Linked DNA regions of Mus musculus: regions 2 and 3 are each linked to region 1. A link is a contact called in public Hi-C and HiChIP or PLAC-seq data. All regions are on one chromosome and are shown on one strand. The core of a region is the stretch at or near the end of the contact, and the rest is flanking DNA. Distances in the headings are between cores, read along the strand shown. Region 1 has its middle 28 kb from the start of Gm42294. Region 2 overlaps Tnc (tenascin C). Region 3 has its middle 42 kb from the start of 8030451A03Rik.

Evidence for each region. A called contact is a pair of places that touch in the nucleus more often than the background predicts. HiChIP or PLAC-seq counts read pairs in DNA pulled down with a chosen protein or histone mark.
Region 2: a contact with region 1 is called in a BATF HiChIP or PLAC-seq map of CD8 T cells, with 6 read pairs. The contact joins two enhancer-like sites. A contact is called at or near these places in 1 of 15 datasets of contacts at CTCF or cohesin (the NIH/3T3 cell line) and 1 of 115 datasets of contacts at active chromatin or transcription factors (CD8 T cells).
Region 3: a contact with region 1 is called in a Hi-C map of bone marrow-derived macrophages, with 24 read pairs. The contact joins two enhancer-like sites. A contact is called at or near these places in 2 of 15 datasets of contacts at CTCF or cohesin (CD8 T cells and large pre-B cells), 9 of 484 Hi-C or Micro-C datasets (the CH12 cell line, ECoMG myeloid progenitors, the HPC-5 cell line and 6 more), 5 of 115 datasets of contacts at active chromatin or transcription factors (CD8 T cells, Th17 cells, regulatory T cells and 2 more) and 2 of 9 other capture datasets (adipose tissue and liver).

The regions. Positions count from the first base shown.
Region 1 is chr4:63,667,112-63,669,779 of GRCm38.p6, forward strand. No RefSeq gene overlaps it. Among named protein-coding and RNA genes, the nearest start is that of Gm42294, 28 kb to the right of the region's middle. Within about 2 kb of position 1,375, at least 93 of the 459 cell types and tissues checked have an H3K27ac peak or open chromatin away from gene starts, as enhancers often do. A contact at or near this core is called in CD8 T cells and bone marrow-derived macrophages, where this site is marked.
Region 2 is chr4:63,969,768-63,972,435 of GRCm38.p6, forward strand. Tnc (tenascin C) reads right to left here. Exons shown (of 27, transcript NM_001369211.1): 20 at 1,391-1,534; 21 at 547-677. Among named protein-coding and RNA genes, the nearest start is that of 8030451A03Rik, 14 kb to the right of the region's middle. Within about 2 kb of position 1,349, at least 17 of the 459 cell types and tissues checked have an H3K27ac peak or open chromatin away from gene starts, as enhancers often do. A contact at or near this core is called in CD8 T cells, where this site is marked.
Region 3 is chr4:63,941,699-63,944,366 of GRCm38.p6, forward strand. No RefSeq gene overlaps it. Among named protein-coding and RNA genes, the nearest start is that of 8030451A03Rik, 42 kb to the right of the region's middle. Within about 2 kb of position 1,368, at least 28 of the 459 cell types and tissues checked have an H3K27ac peak or open chromatin away from gene starts, as enhancers often do. A contact at or near this core is called in CD8 T cells and bone marrow-derived macrophages, where this site is marked.

The sequences.
Region 1 (2,668 bases), core at 125-2,624:
TGAGCAAGACCGTGGTCTATCTTTTATTCCTGGGGTCCAGTTTCCAGCCCCTCAAAACACAAAGGAGCAAACAGAGCAAGCTGGACCAAGTTTGTGCACTGTTCAAAGAGAGTCTTCAGTAGCTTCTTACTACCTTCCAGAAATAGCCCACCCTTTACCACAGAGTTCCGGTTCTGATAACCATCAGTTTTCCATGTTTTTCTCCCCAACCCTGAAACAGTTCAAGTGTATTAGCATTTATCTCTCCTCTAGGATTTTGCTAGAAATGCTGCTCCACTTGTTCCTTGGCCAAGTCCTCCACCACCCCTAGTTCAGCCAGGCAGAAATTTCTCTTAACGCTTCTCAGAGCCTCCCTCTTCCTTTAGATTCAATGAAGCCACCTTCTCTTGGCATCTCCTGCCCTTCCACCCTAGGTCTCTTGATGGTAGGTGCTCTTCTGTGGCTGTGGTGTGGTTGAGTTGTGGGTGAGCTTCAGTGGGCCACACTGTGGAAACAGCCTACTTTTGATCAAACATACAAAGAAACGAGCCAGCCTCAGGATTGTGTCTCTAGCTCAACACTTCCCAAGTTCTTGTTTGGGAATGAAGTAGAGACAAATGGACATGATGTTCCTGATGTCTACAGGAGATGTCTTCCCTCACTCATGAGCTTGGTGAGTCACTAGGGTGTCCTTCAGAGAGGGGTTAAAGCCTCTATCACCACTGTTATTTGTCCTGCTTTCTTCTACCCATGAAGGTCTTTTGAAACATTCTTGTCTTGGTCTTGAGTTTCAGGGATATTGACCTCTTAGGGAGCCTGATATTATCCTATAGATCTTACAGACAGGGAGACTGAGACCTAGAGGGGCTAGATCTGTATCTACTTTCAGAGAAGGGGGAGGCAAGGAGAAAGCAGGAAAGCAGGAATCTTGCCTCCAGGTGGAGACTCCAGCTAGTCTTTTTTTTTTTTTTTTTTTTTTTTTTTGCAAGACTACATGCAACACCAGTTTTCATTTCTCCTATATTCTTTTCATCGTCTCTACTCCTCCATCCCACCCCTACCCTCTTTCTATGGACTGAATCTCTCCTCATTCTTGTATTGAAGCTCTAGCCTCCCAAATGTGGCTCTGATGGGAGACAAGGCCTTTAAAGAAGTAATCGGTAGCATGCTAGTGTTACAGGAAGACACACTTTTGAGTTGAGAGGCCAGTGGCAAGGTGGTCAGCGGCAATCCCCATCCCAGGATGCTGTATCAGGTATGGGAAAGTGCTTTTCAACAGCTGCACCATGCAGGTCAGTTGGTTCCCTCCCCTCAGGATGCACTGCTGAGCTATAGAGGTCTTGCTGAGTGTTCACACCCACACACCAGTTCCAAGAAAAGTAAAGCGATGGGGCTTTTGTGGTTTCGTGAGTCACACTGGCTACTCTTGCCAAGTATTCAAATCTTGTGGCTAGAGGAGCCGAGCCATGCTTTCTGACTATTCAACTGTTTGCTGACTGTGGCTTCAAGCTGTTACTTGCATGAAGTCTTCTCTGGTCCAGAAGAAAGGCAGGGGAGAGCTGAGAGGACCTGAAAAAGTGTTTCAAGATGATCCCAATACTGGGCAGTGGAGTGTCCAGGATGTGAATGGGGAAGTTGTGAGGAATAAGATATTCTAGTCTGGGAGAGAAGAAGACACCCGCTTCTGATTGGAGAAGATTAAGGAAGGGCTGGAGATGCCAGGTAGAGGTCAGGAGAAACTCAGTAAGCAGACGTGAGGTGAGAATTGTAAGGATTTAAGGATCAGGGGTGGGGGGCAGGAAAGAGAGGAGAAAGCAGAAAGAGAAAGAGAGGAGATACGAGACAAACCCTCAGAGGATGCCAGTGCTTGGGACTTCTGTGCTGCTTTGGGTTTTACTTCCAATGCCACTCAGGATGCCAGGGAGGAAGGAGGCAGAGGGTCTGAGAGAAGAGGCATTGTGATTAAGCAAAGAGCAAGTAGGAGAAGGTGATGTTCTTGCATGAGGGTTTAAACATTTACTGTCATTTATTTTTGACACATCCATGCTTGAAGGATAGATGTCCAAGACCCTGGCACCAGCATAGTCAAGAACTGGAAAGACCCAGAGTGATCTGCTCAGATGGCCAAATGGAGGCTCTGGTTTTATGACTTATACATCAAGTGTATGTGTGTGCATGCATACACTTCTGTGTGGGTGCCTGTTCATGAGTACCTGTGTGTGCAGAGGGCAAAGGACAATCTTGGGTTGCTTTTCTTCAATTAGAGTCCATTTTCTTCTTCTTCTTCTTCTTCTTCTTCTTCTTCTTCTTCTTCTTCTTCTTCTTCTTCTTCTTCTTCTTCTTCTTCTTCTTCTTCTTCTTCCTCTTCCTCTTCCTCTTCCTCTTCCTCTTCCTCTTCCTCTTCCTCTTCCTCTTCCTCTTCCTCTTCCTCTTCTTCTTCTTCTTCTTCTTCTTCTTCTTTGAGTTGTGATATTTTCACTGTCTTGGAATTTCTCAAATAGGCCAGTCTTGCAGGCTGGTGATTCCCTGGGATTCACATGTCTCTCCCTCTCCATTGTTGGGATTATGAACACACCCCAACACACCTGGCTTTTTCATATGGATTTTGGAAAATGAACTCAGGTCTTCACACTTGCAATCAAATTACTACTGAACAGTCTCCTGAGGCTTACTCCTGTTATAACATCAC
Region 2 (2,668 bases), core at 99-2,598, 300 kb after region 1:
GAAATGTAAATGAAGAAAATATCTAATAAAAAATATAGGGGAGATGCTGCATATAGCTAAGTATGAAGAGAATAAGTAACCTAGCTTAGAAATACAGTAAAGTTCATGGAGGGGAGAACACAGGTAATATTAGCAATAGAAGTAGCTGGTCTTAACAAGTGACATTGCAAGGATGTGTTGAGATAGATCACAGTCAGTCAGGTGGTGACACTACGTGGCAAAGATGCAGAAAAGGCTGTTGGTACTTTCTCAATGAAACATTAGATGGCCATGAGCCCAACTCTTAAAATGTTAAGTCTTATAAAGCACTGCCGTTGATCTTGGCTGTTGCTCAGATAGCTTGAGCCTGGTTAAAGGAAGAAAGATTAGTGAGCATGTGGTTTGTGACTCACAAGGTCTGGTTCTATATCCAGTCTCTACTAGTTTTTTGTTTGTTTTAGGTGTTTAGTTGTATTGGAGTGAAGAAACAGTATCAGCGAATCCTTTGCTACTTTGATGATTATGCACATCAAATGTTTTACCCAGCAATGTGTGATTTATAGATACCTTGACTGTACCATCCACAGATTCATAGACCAGGAGGTATCCAGTGACCGATGCTCGGGGAGGTCTCCAGGTAAGGAGGGCAGTTTCTGACTGAACCTCTGTAGCTGTAAATTCTCTTGGGGAATCGAGGTCTGGAGAAGAGAATATGTATCAAATGAGCTAGAAGGTGTAGAACAGACAGCAAGAAGAGAACTGGCCTCAAGTTTGTTCAATAACATTAACCATGGCCTTGGACAAGAATCCCACCTGACTATCGATGAGGAACTTGAACCAAAGTCAAAGGTTATATGAGTCCTATCACCTCAAGGGTCTAAAAGCCCAACATATTCCTGGGTGGTTTGGGTTGGATTTGGGTTGAAAATCATTACAGATCCATTATTTCTCACCGACAGGGCTGAGGAGTGCTAATATTGGCCCTCACCCCAACAGAAGGGACAGTCCTTTACTTCTCCAAATGTTGAGCTTTGTAAAAAGATCTCAATACATAAAACCCCAATGAACATCTAAGGAAACTACCCTGAAAACTTCTTAAAAACTATTTCCCAGCCTGGAGCATGGATCATTAAATGCTGGGTTTAGAGCCAGTAGGTAGTGTTTTTCCACTTACAAAAGCTTCCCTTAAATATCCTTTTCTCATCTGTTGGGTCATTTCAGTTCAAGGGGAAATGGTATGCTTCTTTGGGTCTTGATTGAGTGGGCACTGGTAAATTTTACTCATACTGATGTCATTATACTGCAAGGGCCTGACTTAGGGAGGAAGAGCAGGGGAGGGGATGTGGTTTAAGATGCAGGCTGTGGGTGGGCAACTCAGAAAGGAGAACTTGCACTCTGGCTGTCTTGGTACCTGTGGTAAACTTGGTGGCGATGGTAGAGCTCTTCTGCTGTCCTTTCTCTGCAAAGATACTCAGGATGTACTCTGTGGCAGGCTCCAGGTCATGCAGCTCGTACTCCACTGTATTTCCAGACACTGTGCGTGTAACTTCTGGCACTAAGTATGAAACACACACGTGTGGCAGTTACCCCTTGGCAAACAGCACATATACCTCCTTCTAAGACACAACCTTTCAGTGACCCCCACAGCAAAGAAGGTCAGAGTTCTGGACCTCTTTGGCTAGGTCTTGATTAGTCCTGATCTAAAATTTTCACCATTCCCTCCAGCCATAAGTTCAGGGGGAGGGGACACCATTCTCTCCCTGTCTCAGGAGAATTTCCTTACAGGGAATAACAAAGAGGAGAATGGATGAACTGAATTTTCTCCTCCTGCCTCATCTTTTCTCTTTTCCCAGGAAACTCAGGGTTTTGCCAGAGCTGAATGAAGATTTAAAAAAAAAAGGCCCCCCCCCCATGGGTTATGGTGTCCTGTAATACTGCCAGTGAAAGCCAAGCAGTCTTGAGCCATAAAATATGAAAATTAGAAAATGAAATAACAGAGGTCTTTCTAGACTAGATCATCATAAACATATGAATGGAATCAGAAGAAAGCGGCTCTTTTCCTTATTTGATTTGCATTTGATTGCATTTGATTTACTTCCTGGTGGTTGTGTTTGGTTGATGGTCTCAGCAAGAGTTTAATTTGCCTGCTGGGTGAGTTGGTACAGATGGTGGCAGATGGGAAAAGCAGATTCTTTCAGTCAAATTGGCTTCAGTTAGGCCCTCCCATGGCCTCTGAGAAGGCTAGGCACCCCAGGACATCATGATGCCATTTGGTTAAGACCTGAGACTCTGGAAACCTTCTTTGTAAAGAATAAGAGCTGCTTCCTTGAGAGTCTGTCCCTCCCTGAGGTGCTTTGAATATGAAATGTCCCCACAGGCTCATGGGTTTGAAAACTTTGTTCCTAGTTGGTAGCCTTGCTTGAGAAGGTTTTGGTTTAGTGAGGAGGTGGAGCCTGCTTAAGGAAGTGAGCCACCTGAGGTAGGCTCTAAGGCTTTATAGAGGGCCCCATTTCCTGCTTCCGGACTTTGGATACCTTGGGACCAGCAGCTTCCTGTTACTGCTGCGAGCACTTTCTTGACATTTGGGAGTTACCTTCTTGAATTAGAATCCAGAGTAAACCTGCTACCCCTTAAACTAGTTGTCAGGTATTTGGTCATAGCAATGAGAAAAGTAACTCAAGAGTCTAGC
Region 3 (2,668 bases), core at 118-2,617, 270 kb after region 1:
GACAATGCCTCCCAATTGCCTTGCTATAGGACAGAAACCTTTGACACTCCTCCACTCTTCCTCCCCTGAACTGGAATAGAGTCCCCCATTATTTTACACTTTGAAAATGACTTTGGCTTAGACAAACTGGACTCCCAAGCTCTTGAGAAAGTCCTGAGGCAGAGACGTGGAGACCCACTGGCTTGGAGGGAGAGCATGTGCATATGTATTGCAGATTAAATATGAAAATGTGTCCGTAGATGCTACCTTGTTACCAAGCTGTTCCCCACTCCAGGCCTCTTGCAAGAACTGTGTCTCCCATCATGCATGTTTAGATTCAAATGTCCCAGTTTTAGAGATAGCCCTCTTGACATTCTGTCTGAAGGAGGCTACTGTGGTTCCTCTATCCAATGCCAGTTTTTCTTCATGACCCTTTTCTAGTATCTGGGTTAAAACCTACCAGCTCACAGCATGTCCAGGTCATGGCAGAGGTTCAAGCAAGACTGATGCCAGACTTGACTTGGGCAATTATATAGAGAGGTCAGATTCCAGGGTAAGAAGCAGGTAATAAAGCATGCGATGGCTCAGATGATTATTACGTGTGGGGTGGAGGACATCAAGAGGTGAGGGCAGGGAATTCTACAGAGTTGAACACAAAAGGCACAGAGACCAACTATCAGAGGTTCAGAGGGAGGCAGCAATAGGTTGTCACTCAGAGACAGGACAGACCCAGACTTATATGCACAGGTGGAGGTGGGCTGGCATGGAGAATTTTGTATCTGGTTCCTCTTCTTCAGTGTAGCCAGGTGCATGATGTCATTGGAGGCTGGAGAAAGTGATGACTTCCTTACAGCCTTAGTGCAGATTTCTGTGTGGTTACAGTCTGTTCTCCAAACCTAAACATAGTGGGACTTCAGGAACGAACACAGGGATTTTTGGGTCTCATCTCTATAGCCTCTGTAGACTCATGTGTGTAGCCTAAAATTGCCCCGGGTGTCCTGGAGGGCCTGGAATGAAGAGGCATGTGAAGACATCTTCTACCAGCATGGACTCTCTAGGCTGCAGGTAGACAAGCATGCCTGTACAGCTTCTCTGAACACAGTGTCTCACATTCCCGGAGCTGAGGATATAGGTTCCACTTGATAGTGACCTCATGATCTTGTCTCAATTCTCTGTGCTGCAGGGAACTATCTCCCCTCCACAGGGGAGGCTACAGAGTGCTGCATCCACCCTGCAGGCAGAGAAATCATCAAGGCATATGTCTTTTTGCCTTAAGGATTTTTTTCTCCTCCAAATAGACTTATAACAACAAGTAACCCCCTGGTTTCTATCACTTCTGCATTTAGAGTCTGTACTCCCTCCTGGTAGAGTTGATGTTAGTGGTCACAGGAAAGGGGTGTGGCCCTCTTGTCAGCTCAGATGTGCAGGCTGAGGCTGTTAATCATGTTCACAACCATTGCCACCACTTGGGTAGTAAGGTTTCAAGTCAGCGTGTTTCACTTAATTCCGATTGCATAAAGCAGACCACCGCCTCAGTGACACTGGCCAAACCTGCCTCAGTTTCCAGCTCTGTAGAATGGAGACTATAGGGTGGTGGTGAAGGTTAAATGAACTTTGATATGGACAGCAGCTGTAACAGGAACTGCTGTCAATCAGGGCTTGTTTTATTTTTAGCTCCATCTTTCGTGTCAAAATGGAGGACCTAAAGAAGAAACACCAAGGAGCTTTTACAAAATGGGAATCTGTACAATTTCACATCTTAAATATTATTCTTTGTGGAAGAATTTTTAGTGGTGTATGGGTAAAACAGAGAGCAAATTACATCATTGGCGTGAAAAGGAGAAGAGAGACTGGTGGAAGGAACTAGAACAAATAGACCACAGCATAGACCTGAGCCATGATGACTGAAAGGCAATAACTCTGTCCTTGTAGCAAATTAACCTGGGAGCTGCCAACTGATAGACAGTTGACATCCTGAGCAGCACTGCACACATATTTGTCTGCAGGTATATTTGTGAGGGCACCGGATGCTGTAGGGATATCTCTTGTGACTCCCTAAAGGATATACGACTTTGAGTATAGTTTTCCATAATCAGCTTTGTCATGACCAGCCACCAGAGGTAGACATCTTATGTGATTCTCTGGAGGACCTGGGCCTTTGCTTCATGAGACTAGAGTACCAAATTAGAAGTCATAATGGAAGTGAGATATAATTTTGTCTGCTTCTCACACTCAACTAGGTATGTTTAGAGTTAACATTCATTTTTCTTTGCCTGCTTCATGCTCTTCTGTAAAGCAGCTAAAAGGCACGAGGCACTTGACCTGGCCTGTTCAGGCTTCCACTTAAATTAACCGAAAGCACTCACATTAGCTCCACCTATTGACCAGCCAGTCAAATGGGTATTGATCATTTAGTCTGTGTGAAGGATGGCTGCGGGGAGTATAGCCAAGATACTGTTTGTCATTTACTACGGTGCAGCTCTGTATTGTAGGTACAGCGGTGCATTTATTGTAGTTATATGAGACAGTTATCATTTGTGTTTTATAAAAGAAAACGTTTGAAAACCCTAAATCATTAGGGAGCATGACCAAATGTAGATGGCTAGTTCCATTGTAGAACCAGGATTTGAAAGAGACGGATGGTCCATTCACTCATGAGCACTGCTACTTTTCTCAACAGTGATGACTG